Regions from separate parts of the Pan troglodytes genome. Here region 1 is linked to region 2. A link is a contact called in public Hi-C data. All regions are on one chromosome and are shown on one strand. The core of a region is the stretch at or near the end of the contact, and the rest is flanking DNA. Distances in the headings are between cores, read along the strand shown.

Region 1 (6,344 bases), core at 8-2,507, 140 kb before region 2:
AGATTCACAGACATCAATCAGATCTGTGCACAGACTGATGGGGGACCCTACAAGCCGCCAACACTTGCAGAGACTGGCCTGGCAGAAACTGCCTCATCTCTTTGAGCATCAGTTTCTTCCTCATCCATAAAATGCAGATGATACCTGCTGTGTGAAGATCAAAGGACACAATGATGGGTCGAAATAGATTTTGAAATGTTACTTTAAAGCAAAATGTAACTCTTTCAGTTTTTACTAATTAGGAAATAGTTGTGCTCTTGCTTAGTAAAACGAAAAAAGTCGCTACAGGACTGCTAGTATTTACACTGGATTCACAGCTCTGCCAGCAATTTTTTCACAGTTCAGAAAACTAAGTTAATAACTAGATAAATTGTACCGGTGAAAGTCATGAAATCCTGGCCAAATTTAGAGGATAAGAGAGCACCAATAATCATATTTTAGGTTCGAGTCTTCCAGAACACATGCCTTGGTCACCCAAAAGTCCGTAAGAGACCCAAGACTTCACCACTAGACTCAAACTGGAAAAGAAAACATAAGCTTTTCGCTGCTCTTCACTGTTCCCCACAGCACTGCGGCTCTGCAGCGGCCCGCACTCAACCAGACACCGCAGCCAACAAAGCCGCCGCCTGGGTCGGCGCATCTAGGACCTGTGCCCCACGCTGGAACGCGAGCTTCTGCCACAGAGGCCAGTGGCGGTTCCAGACGTAAGAACCGAATGAATGAAGTGCTGCGTGGGCGACGGAAAGAATAAATGCACCGTACTAGTGGGGAGCCCCAAGTGGGCCGAGCCGGAGGAAACCCGCCGCCCGCACCAGTTCCTGGAGGCTGGGGCCGTCCCGCGTGGCGACGGCCGCTCCCCAACCCACCCCAAGGTCACGCGGGGGCCCTGCAGCCCCCAGGCCTCTGCAGAGCCTGCACCCCCAAACGCCCCAACTCCGCAGGCCTCGAGCCCCCAAACCCCACGCGCCCCGACTCCGCGCCACCGAGGCCCAGCAGACGGCCGAGCCTGCAGGCCGGCGGAGGTTGGTGGCGGCGGCGCGGGCCGCCCACGTGGCCGCTGATAACGGCCCCGATCCCACCCGCCCCGCCCGCCCACCCTGTCCCCGCTTGGGCCCGGCGGCACCTTGGCGGCCGCCATGGGGGCGCGGCGGCGGCGGCGGCTCGGCTGGGTCGGTCGTCGCTGGCTCCGCGGCCTCTCGGCGGCTACTCGTAGCTCCTTCCCTCCGCGTCTGGCGCCGGCGCCTCCCGCCCGCCCGCTCTTCCCTCCGCCCCACGACCCGAACCTCGACCCCTGACCCCAGCGGCGGGAAACGCGCCGCGATTCAAAACCAGTACAGCTTTATTGGCTCAGGAGGCGGACACTCTCATTGTCCGGCCCGCCCCGCGCTTCCCGCCAAAACGCCCGCGGCGCATGCCCGGCCCGCCCGTCAGCCAGAGGAGCGCGCACTCCCGGCGACCCCCGCGCGCACTTCCGTCCCGGCCACGCGCGCCGCTAGAGCTGGCTAAAGTGGTTGGGGGTTGGATCCGGCGCGTGACGATGACGTTGCCAGAAGCCAGGATCATAGAGACGCTCGGCCTCCGCCGCACGCGCTGGCGGACTAAGAGTGGCTAGCGAAGCGAGCGGCCGGCGCGGGCCCCTGGCGGGCGGGCGGTACAGCCCCAAGCCTGAGACCCGGACCTGAGCATCGCAGGTTCGAGTCCCGCCCCGCCTGGGGCGAAGCCGAGGGTGGCGGCGACCTCGCGGCGTTGCACCGGCTCTCTGAGCACCTCCCCTCTGAGCACTTCCCTTGTGACAGGCCACTTCCCTTGTGACAGGCCCAGGACGAGGTGGCCAGGCGGCCCCCATGGCGCCCCTGGTCTAGGCGGAGAACCGCCTGGGCGATGAGTGAGAACCTCGACAACGAGGTAGAGTGCGGGGAGACGCTGGGTAGAGACGGGGATGGGGTGGGAGGAGGCGGGGTGGGTCAGGAAACCTGCCAGAGAATAGGTGGGGACGAGGCAGGTGCGATGGGGGAGGAAAGGAGACGGGAATGGGGTCGGGAGGGTAGAATGGGGGAGGGGAGGGGAGAGGCAGGGCTGAGTGCAGAGTGCACCGACGGAGGTCTGGGTGTGCCATAAGGAAGCTTGGGGGGCCAGGCCCCCAGGGCCTAGTCCTCACCCTAGCACCCCATCTGTCCCCACACAGGGCCCGAAGCCCATGGAGAGCTGTGGCCAGGAGAGCAACAGTGCCCTGAGCTGCCCTACAGTCTCGGTGCCCCCTGCAGCCCCGGCAGCCCTGGAGGAGGTGGAGAAAGAGGGCGCTGGGGCGGCTACAGGGCCGGGGCCTCAGCCCGGGCTCTACAGCTACATCAGGGATGACTTGTTTACCTCTGAGATCTTTAAACTGGAGCTGCAGAACGTGCCTCGCCACGCCAGCTTCAGCGACGTCCGGCGCTTCCTGGGCCGCTTTGGTCTGCAGCCCCACAAAACCAAACTCTTTGGGCAACCACCCTGCGCCTTTGTGACATTCCGCAGCGCTGCAGAGAGGGACAAGGCCCTGCGCGTTTTGCACGGTGCCCTCTGGAAAGGCCGCCCACTCAGTGTGCGCCTGGCCCGGCCCAAGGCCGACCCCATGGCCAGGAGGAGGCGACAGGAGGGTGAAAGTGAGCCACCAGTAACACGAGTGGCCGACGTGGTGACCCCTCTATGGACAGTGCCCTATGCTGAGCAGCTTGAGCGGAAGCAGCTGGAGTGCGAGCAGGTGCTGCAGAAACTTGCCAAGTGAGTGTGGGCACAAGACACCCCTCTTGGCCAGGGCTCTGCCCGGCCCTGTGCTTCCTCAGCCTGTCCATGCACCAGTTGGGAGGCCCAGCACAGGATCTGGCGGCCCCTTTGGGAGCTAGCCAGCAAGACACCCACGTCACAGTGGGCACAATGACATCCCAAAGGAGGGGTCAGGAGCCTGGACATTTGGGGAGTGGCCTGGCATGGGTGGGGGGCAGTAGGTGGAGTCCAACCACCGATCTGCTCCTCTTACAGGGAAATCGGGAGCACCAACCGTGCCTTGCTGCCCTGGCTGCTCGAGCAGAGGCACAAGCACAACAAGGCCTGCTGCCCGCTGGAGGGGGTCAGGCCATCACCCCAGCAGGTCAGGCTAGACTTCGGTGGCCACAAACCCCTATCCTGGGTTTTGAAAAACTTTGCTTTTGCTCACCCTTCCTGTTGATCTCCCTGCTTTGTGTTTTCTTCTGGTAACATCACATAGTTGTCAGCTGTTCCTCTTGTTTGACTGCCAGCCCCTGTGGGGAAATCAGGGTTTCCAGGCCCAAGCGCTGGGCAGCCAGGGTAAGGTGCAGCTCTCTCTCCCTGCAGACTGAGTATCGTAATAAGTGTGAGTTTCTGGTTGGCGTCGGGGTGGATGGGGAGGATAACACCGTGGGCTGTCGGCTCGGCAAGTACAAGGGCGGGACGTGTGCTGTGGCAGCCCCGTTTGACACCGTGCACATCCCCGAAGCCACCAAGCAGGTGGTGAAGGCCTTCCAGGAGTTCATCCGGTGAGGACCTGTGATGGGGCTCCCGGGAAGTCCTATGCGGTGTGGGAGCAGAGGGTGGTGATCCTGCCCCGGGAATTCTGGAGTGCCTGCCATTTCAGCCAGATGAAGGAAGGTGTGGCCAGAGGAGAGAGCAGGGGGACTGCTTGCCCAGTTGTGGGCACTTGGGCCAGCTCGTGATTCCCACAGGTCCACTCCATACTCGGCATACGACCCAGAGACGTACACAGGCCACTGGAAGCAGCTGACTGTGCGCACTAGCCGCCGCCGCCAGGCCATGGCCATTGCCTACTTCCACCCCCAGGTCTCCACGGGGGCCCTGCTGGGGGAGGGTGCCTAGCCTAGGTGGGCCTCAGCACAGCCTGATGGGAACTTTTCACCACTTACTCCAGAAGCTGAGCCCTGAGGAGCTGGAAGAGCTGAAGACCTCCCTAGCACAGCACTTCACAGCAGGGCCAGGCAGGGCCAGTGGAGTGACCTGCCTCTACTTCGTGGAGGAGGGACAGCGGTAAGGAGCCCGAGTGGGGCGGGGCAGGTCCCTGCAGGGACTGTGACACTGAAGGACCTGCACCTTCACCCACAGAAAGACTCCTAGCCAGGAGGGCCTGCCCCTGGAACATGTGGCTGGGGACCGGTGCATCCACGAGGACCTGCTAGGGCTGACCTTCCGGATCTCTCCACACGCCTTCTTCCAGGTAGCCCTGAGTCCCTGGTGGGCATGGGGACATGTTGGGGGAGGCCTGACGCACCATCAGGACATGATGGGAACAGTGGGCTCAGGTGAGATTTGGGGGAGTATCCAGGCAGGTGAGCCACAGGGGAGGGTGAAGTAGGAAAGAGGTTGGTCATCACTGATTTGACTCGGGACAACCTAGAGGTACACACGGCAGTGGCCCTTGTCACAGGGAGGATGAGGAGTGGCCCTCAGTGCATTACCACAGGGCACTGCTCTGGGCTCGGCAGGAGGGAGGCCATGGTGGCCTCTGGGCTGGGAAATACTGTTTCACTGTTTGCTCACTGCTGCAGGAAGGCTGTGGGGACCTGGAGCGGCCCTGTTTTTGGAGACAGGCCTGGCAGGACCTCCTGGAGGGCCAGGTGTGGGGGTGGGAGCTGCAGTTGGGTGATTCCAGGTGCCCCGGTGTGAGCTGTGGGAGGCAAAGCCCCCTTGCTGGGGCAGGGAAGGTGCAGCCTATTGGCCTGCGGGGCCTCATGAGCTCTCAACCAAGTGGGGCAAGGAGGAGGCTGTGCTTAGCACGGGCTTGGCTTTTAAAGCCAGGGGCTGGATGAGGGCATCAGCAAGGCTGGTCCAAGGTGGGGTCAGGGAAGACGTTGGGCACCAAGGTGGGGAGTGGGCGCCGGAGGTCCCGGCAGGATGGAGGGACCAGGAATGTGGGCGTCAGGGGGCACCAGTGGCACCACAGGAGAGGAGCCACTGACATCCTGGGCACCGCCTGCCCCCAGGTGAACACACCCGCAGCCGAGGTGCTCTACACAGTCATCCAGGACTGGGCCCAACTGGATGCGGGGAGCACGGTGCTGGACGTGTGCTGTGGCACCGGCACCATTGGCCTGGCCCTGGCCCGGGTGAGCCCTCCTGCCCTGCTGAGGGCACCCTCTCCCCACCCCAAGACCCCCATTGACCCCAGCTCAAAGGCACCACAGCTGACTCCATCATGCCCCAGGCCCAGCTCCTCTTTGCTGCCCACAGGGCCCCATGTACTCCCCTCCCTGGGTGGGGCGACACCACGCTTTCCTGTTTCAGAAGGTAAAGAGGGTCATTGGGGTCGAGCTATGCCCAGAGGCTGTGGAGGACGCCCGGGTGAACGCCCAGGACAATGGTGAGTGGCAAGGCCGTGGGTGGGGGTGGGGATGGGGGCAGCCGCCACCCCTGCTGCAAGCCTCAGCCACAGCCAGGGCTTGGGGGCTGCCCGACAGGTAGAGCAAGTGAGCAAGCTCTTTGGCTAGGGGTTCCCCAGGGCTGGCCCTGCTGGGAGGGCATGTGGCCCTCTGACAGGCCATGGTGCCATCTCTTCAGAGTTGAGTAATGTGGAGTTCCACTGCGGGAGGGCCGAGGACCTGGTGCCCACCCTGGTGAGCAGACTGGCCTCCCAGCACCTCGTGGCCATCCTGGACCCACCCCGTGCTGGCTTGCGTGAGTGGCTTTTGCTTAAGGAGGTGGCACGGGAACGAGGACACATGGGGTGGCTCACCATGTTATGCACTCTCTGGCTGTGGGGACCCAGCTGGTGTTTGCCTCCTCAGATTCCAAGGTGATCCTGGCCATCCGGAGAGCTAAGAACCTCAGGCGGCTGCTGTACGTCTCATGCAACCCCCGGGCAGCCATGGGCAACTTTGTGGAGTGAGTGTCTGCAGGGGCCTGGGTGGGGGCTAGGCCTGGTACCAAGCCCCCAGCTCCCACAGGAGCCCCTGATTAGCCTATCGGCTGACCTTAGCGCCCCCCTTTTCCCCCCACAGCCTCTGCAGAGCCCCATCTAACCGGGTGAAGGGCATTCCCTTCCGGCCGGTCAAGGCTGTGGCAGTGGACCTGTTCCCGCAGACCCCGCACTGTGAGATGCTCATCCTGTTTGAGAGGGTGGAGCACCCCAATGGCACAGGGGTCTTGGGGCCCCACAGCCCTCCAGCTCAACCCACACCAGGACCCCCAGATGACACCCTACAAGAAACTGGGACCTTCCCCTCATCCTAGGCCCAGGACCCATTATGGGGACAGGAGCTGAAGGGCTCCCAGGGCCCCAGGGGCGGGGAAGGCATGGCTTGCTGGCCAGGATATTCAGAGGTAGGCAGCCAAAGGGC
Region 2 (5,945 bases), core at 3,230-5,729:
TGTTACTTCCTACTGTTCTGCGTGAGCTGGGACATGAGGAGAGTGGGACAGGTCCTGAGCGTGGCCACCTGGGGAGGTAGGCAGGCGGTGCATATGGTCAGCACAGATTGGCCAATCGCACCCCACAGGCACCCTGTGGAACCTGTCATCCTATGAGCCCCTGAAGATGGTCATCATTGACCATGGCCTGCAGACGCTGACCCACGAGGTGATCGTGCCCCACTCAGGATGGGAGCGTGAGCCCAACGAGGACTCCAAGCCACGGGACGCCGAGTGGACAACTGTCTTCAAGAACACGTCGGGCTGCCTGAGGTGTGGACCAGGCCTGGTGCTAAAGCCCACATGCACACCAGGCCCCGTCCTCGTGGTCCCAGATAGTGTGGAAGATGGCGGCGAGCTTAGGAGCGCCAGAGCTTAGGAGCTTCAGAGCTGTGGCACAAGTCCTGTGGATGAGAAGTGGGGCCTGATGGAGCTGTCCTCACCCCCAAGTGGTGCCCCAGTCTTCCCAGGGGCACCCTCTGGAGGGGTCTCTGTGGTACCGTAGCCCTGCCCAGCTCTCACCTACCTTCCCATCACTTGACAGCCAGAGGGGGAGCTGGGACCTTCCTGTTCATCTGCCTGGGAGGCTCATCCCAGCCACCTGTGACCTCTGCCCTTCCCCTCCTACCCCTGGGAGGCCCTGCCGACCCCACAGAGTCCTGGGTCCCCACAGTCCTGCTTGTCCATCAGGGTGTTCCCCCGCAGCCCTGCAGGCTCTTGACCTTGGGGTAAGGTGGGGCCCAGAGCTGCCATTGGGGTGGCGAGGGACCCAGAATTGCCCTTGCACAGGTTCAGGTCTCTCTGAGTGCACCTGTCCCTTTCCAGGTCAGCTGGGAGGCAGGGAAACCCTGTCTTTCCCTGCCCAGCTATCCCCAGCCAAGATAGTTGTCTGCCAGGGCTCCCCTTCTGAGGCCTGGGGGCAGTTAGCTTCTCCCCCTTCACTGAGCTCCAGACTGTGGGGTCCTTTCCCATTAGTGCTAGGAGGGCAGCAGCAGGGCCTATTTTGCAGATGAAGACAAGCCCACAAGGCCAGGGTGGAGCCGGGGAGTTTCTGGTAGCCAGGGGTCACCTGGCCTGCTCTTGGCCACACAGGAATGTGAGCTCCGATGGTGCTGAGGCCCGGCGGCGACTCCGGGAGTGTGAAGGGCTGGTGGATGCGCTCCTGCATGCCCTGCAGTCGGCTGTGGGCCGGAAGGACACTGACAACAAGGTGGGCAGGGACGGTCACAGCCTCATACCAAGGGCTGGAGAGACGATCATGCAGGTCCCAGGAGGCTGGAACTGTGGGAGCAGCACAGGGGAATGGGCTTGTGGGTCTGGGGTGGCGTTCTGGGTGTGGCCCGCCTCGCAGTGACCACACTGAAGTGGGCACCGTCCTGCAGGCAGAAGGTGTGCCGTGAGGCAGAGGCTTCCTCCCATGGACCCTCCCTGGCGGTTACCGCCCTTTTGCTCCCCTCCAGTGAGGCCTCCCTGTTCCTTTGCTCCCGGTGCCCTCATGCACACCAGCTGTGGCCAGTCTTTCCTGAGGGCCAGCCCTGTGCCTAGGGTGCCCTGCCCCACCCACTCACCTCTCCCTGCAGTCGGTGGAGAACTGCGTGTGCATCATGCGGAACCTGTCCTACCACGTGCACAAGGAGGTGCCCGGGGCCGACAGGTACCAGGAGGCCGAGCCCGGGCCCCTGGGCAGTGCTGTAGGCTCCCAGCGCCGGAGGCGGGATGATGCCAGCTGCTTTGGTGGCAAGAAGGCCAAAGGTGGGTGGGGCGGACTGGGGTACCATCTCAACTCCTGCCCCAGTGGAAGGCTCTCTGTACACCCACAGCAGCCCATCATGGAGGCTAGAGGACACCTGGTCAGCCCCCAACAGGCAGGCAGGGAAGCCAGGAGTCAAGGAGGCTGGACTGCCCTGGGTCACATGGTTGACGGGACCCAGGTCCAACCTTCCCCATCTACACTGTGGGACCCCCAGGGAGTACACAAGGGAAACCAACCGATGCCCAGACCCAGTCTTTCTACTCTGGGGAGAGTTCCACTTGCCCATGAGTTGGGAAGGAGCCATGGCTGCTGCCTGCTCACTGTTCACAGAATAGCTGTAGACTGCCACCAACCTGTGGGGCAGCCCCCCATCTGCCTGGGCAAGATGCCCTGCACACCTTCTCTACTGCACTAGCAGGGTGTAGGTTCCCAGGACCTCCCCAGCAGCTGTGGGGGACCTGTACGCCACCTGCCCCTGCCCCACTGACCCCAGGCCTCCCTCTTCTTGTCCCCCTGGTGGGTGCTCAGTGCCCAGAAGTGATGGGATGAGGTTCCACGTGCTGCCTGCTTGATCCAGGGTGTGCAGTGGGAACCTGAGGCTTCCGGGAGGGCATGGGGGGGTGATGAGTGCTGCCTGTTCAGGCTCCTCTCCTCTCTCCTCTGCTTCCTCCGGCCTCCCAGAGGAGTGGTTCCACCAAGGTGAGTCCCTTTTTATCCTGCTCTCCAGGCCTGGCGTGTGCAGTGGGTACCTGGGAAGAGGCGAGCACGTTCCAGCCCCAGGGCCCTGCCCCACCCCTGGCTTCATCACTCAGGCTGCCATCTTTATGACAGTGGCAGGTGGGAAGGCCACGGGGCTCATTCTGTAACCTCAGACTTGCCTACCTGGGCAGAGTTGGGCAGAGCCAAGAGTGGGCAGGGCCCGGGGGTACTTGTCTCTAGGGGCACCAAGGAGCAGTCTGTTTCTCTGATAGAATGGGGCATCATGTGGCTCGGAGGGATACAAGGGTCCCATGAGGGTGAGCAGGGCAGGGACCCCAGGTCATCTGGCTCCACTCTGCTGCCTTCTGAAGGGGTAGAAGCATCATCTGACATGGGGAGAGTGGTTGACAGTGGGCTCACTGTCACAGACGTGTGCAAGCCAGGGCTACACAAATGTTAGGTGGGCTGCTGTGGGGTTTCTCCTGGCGAGTAGATCCTGGGACAATGTCCTGACCCCAGCTGGGGGAGTTTCCCCCTAGTTCTGCCTTACTGTGTGACCCAAGTGAGTCTTGTCCTGGTCAGCCTTCAGTTTCTTGGCTTGTATCCACCTACCATCCAGCCAGGGCTCCTGGCTTCCCTCAGTCTACATACCTGGCAGTTGCAAGGGAGCCACCGGGAGGGTCTGTGGTACAGCTCCCAGCACCTGGTGGGAGATGAGTCCTAGGGGCAGGGCTGGGACATCCCCAGGCCCCACTGCCACCAACTCCTATCCCTAGGCTAAACTGTCTGCCCAAACTCTGACAACGGTGCTCCACTCCCACAGGTGCCCAGGCCTGGACATGGGGGTGCCTTTTGGGGCCTGGGTAGGAGAGAACTGTGCCCAACTCTCCTGATACACCCATTCCCCATATGGGGTTTGCCTCACCTCCCACCACCTTTCCCTTCCAGGAAAGAAGGATGGTGAGATGGACCGGAACTTTGACACGCTAGACCTGCCCAAGCGAACTGAGGCCGCCAAAGGTGAGTGGGTTGAGATGAAGCCAGCTCCACTGGGGGATGTCTGGGCTCAGGATTGCCCTGGTAGTGAAGCTTTGAGCCATCAAGCAGGCCTGGAGGGCCTCAGGGAACTGACGGGGAAACAGGCCCCTAGGTGCAGGATTTCCTGGAGGGTGATTCAGCACCAGGACACCTGCTGAGGGTTTAGAATGGGAGGAAGTGCCATGGGTCATGTCAGGCAAGGTTGGGGGCTTGCTCGGCCTCACGGTGCATAAGAGGTGGGAAGGTTTGGAGGGACGCCTCCAGTGGAGGCAGGGCCTCCTGTGTTAGCCACAAAGCTGAGTTATCTGAGGGGGCTGGGAGCCAGGCGGACATGCTCACATCCAGGTTCAGAGGCTGGGCCAGACGAACACCTGCAGGGGCAGGGCAGTGCCTATTGGGCTGTATGCTGGGATCTGGCTTGAGAGAGAGGTCTGTCCTGGTGGGGCCTAGCCAGTTGGAAGAGCCTGCATGTCACCAGGGTGGAGGGCTCCAGCCGCAGGAGGGCTGTGGGGGAGTATTACAGGCAGAGCAGGGCTGATGCAGATACCCCAGCGGGGAGTGTGCTTGGAGTGTGTTGGAGCAGAAAGCCCAGCAGGGCAGGAGTAGAGGGAGCATGGGGCATGAGGACTGGCGACGGTGTGATGAAATGTCACTGGGTGGGTACAGGGGAGATCGAGGTAGTACCCAAGCCAGGCTGAAGCCCCAGTTTGGGGACAGGCAAGCTTGGAAGGCTGTTTTGACCCCTCATTTCTGGAGCACTGGGCAGAGCAGCAGGACGGCGCCTCAATTGCCCGGGAACTTGGAGTGGTTGCCAGGAAGAGTGCCTCCTGTTGCTAGGGCAGCTGCCCTGGTTGCACTGCATCAGTTGACTTACAGAGGGTGGGCTCTATTGTCAGTGGGGGAGGGTGGGCCCTGTTGCTAGGGGGCGTAGCTCTCTGCACAGCTTCAGTTACTGGTGAAAGCAGGTCCTCTTGCTAGGGGGGTGGCCTTGGTTACACAACTCTCAGTTACTGGCCAATGCTGGTCTTGTTGCCAGGGAGGGTGGGCCCTATTACCAGGGGCGTGGCCAGGATGCATAGCTTCAGGGACCTACCTGGAAATGCGGGTCTTGTTGCTAGGAGAGCGTTCCTGGTTGACACCTCCCTCCCCACCCCAGGCCTCCTGGATGCTCCTGCTGCCAGGCAGGTCCAACTGATTGAGCCTCAGTTTGCTCCTCTGTGAAATGGGAACGCTTTTTCCCTTGGGTGACTATATGTTGATAGTAAATATTACGTGACTCATCCACACCCATCCCTGGCCCCAGCTCACCCACGCCCTGGGAGCTCTGAAGCGGGAAGCGGGAGGGGTATGATGGATGAGAGCAGATTCTGGGTGACCGTGGGTGGTGGTTGCCCTGCACCTAGGCTTTGAGCTGCTGTACCAGCCCGAGGTGGTACGTCTCTACCTCTCCCTCCTCACGGAGAGCCGGAACTTCAACACCCTGGAGGCTGCCGCCGGCGCTCTGCAGAACCTCAGTGCCGGCAACTGGATGGTGAGGGACCAGGTCGGGCAGGGTGGGCAAGTCCTGAGAGAGGGAATCCCAGGCACCTCACTGGTGCAGCTCCTGCCTCGGCTGGCGGGGAAAGGAGGGGCCATACCACCACCCCAGGATCCAAGAGGTGTATGGGCTGCGGGCAATGCGTGCACCCTGGACGGTGGGAAAGCCTCGGTGGAGGTGCCGTTGAGCTTTTGGGGTAGGGCTTTGTCGGGCACGGAGCAGGAAGGTCCAGCTGGAGAGAGCGGTCAGCGTCTGGAGGTGGGAGAGTGCCTGGCATGTATGTCTGAGCAACCCTCTCCCCGCCTCCGCAGTGGGCCACGTACATCCGCGCCACAGTGCGCAAAGAGCGCGGGCTGCCGGTGCTTGTGGAACTGCTGCAGTCTGAGACCGACAAGGTGGTGCGCGCCGTCGCCATCGCTCTGCGCAACCTCTCGCTGGACCGGCGCAACAAAGACCTCATCGGTGAGGACGCCTGCGAAGCCCACGCCTGGGCACCGAACTGTGCCTGCAGCTTTGGGGTCCCATCGGAGGGGCTTGGAGGATGAGTGGTTTGGGAGTCCAGGCCCCGGCCCTCTCACTTGGGCGCTGTCCCAACTGGAGGTAGCTCCAGTCCCCCCGGCCCTGTCTCTGAAGCTCAGCGCCCTGCTCACAGGGGCTCCTGTGACCGCCTGCACACAGGCGGTCTCCAGGGGCTCTCCTGGCAGTGCCCCTCGCCCTCGCGGGATCCCTGCTCCTTCCTGGAGAGGTGGGGCAGAGGTGTGTTCTGACACCTAGTCCTGCCCCTCAGGGAGCTACGCCATGGCCGAGCTTGTGCGGAATGTGCGCAATGCACAGGCTCCGCCGCGACCGGGGGCCTGCCTGGAGGAAGACACCGTGGTG

Evidence for each region. A called contact is a pair of places that touch in the nucleus more often than the background predicts.
Region 1: a Hi-C map of stem cell-derived neural progenitor cells shows a contact between it and region 2, with 3 times the contacts expected there. The contact joins the promoter of RANBP1 here to the enhancer-like site in region 2. A contact is called at or near these places in 2 of 7 Hi-C or Micro-C datasets (blood and stem cell-derived neural progenitor cells) and 1 of 1 datasets of contacts at active chromatin or transcription factors (stem cell-derived excitatory neurons).

What each region holds. Positions count from the first base shown.
Region 1 is chr23:22,144,973-22,151,316 of NHGRI_mPanTro3-v2.0_pri, reverse strand. RANBP1 (RAN binding protein 1) reads right to left here and starts at 1,257. Exons shown (of 6, transcript XM_514990.8): 1 at 1,124-1,257. The coding sequence starts at 1,138. TRMT2A (tRNA methyltransferase 2 homolog A) reads left to right here and starts at 1,444. Exons shown (of 13, transcript XM_001167055.6): 1 at 1,444-1,691; 2 at 1,816-1,905; 3 at 2,186-2,760; 4 at 3,019-3,127; 5 at 3,352-3,533; 6 at 3,720-3,834; 7 at 3,923-4,038; 8 at 4,114-4,225; 9 at 4,992-5,114; 10 at 5,293-5,368; 11 at 5,566-5,682; 12 at 5,793-5,889; 13 at 6,006-6,344. The coding sequence starts at 1,882. The coding sequence ends at 6,237.
Region 2 is chr23:22,004,550-22,010,494 of NHGRI_mPanTro3-v2.0_pri, reverse strand. ARVCF (ARVCF delta catenin family member) reads left to right here. Exons shown (of 18, transcript XM_016939715.4): 7 at 129-312; 8 at 1,132-1,249; 9 at 1,620-1,791; 10 at 3,440-3,511; 11 at 4,933-5,060; 12 at 5,378-5,528; 13 at 5,854-5,945. Among named protein-coding and RNA genes, the nearest start is that of TXNRD2, 34 kb to the right of the region's middle. Within about 2 kb of position 4,479, at least 3 of the 24 cell types and tissues checked have an H3K27ac peak or open chromatin away from gene starts, as enhancers often do. A contact at or near this core is called in stem cell-derived neural progenitor cells, where this site is marked.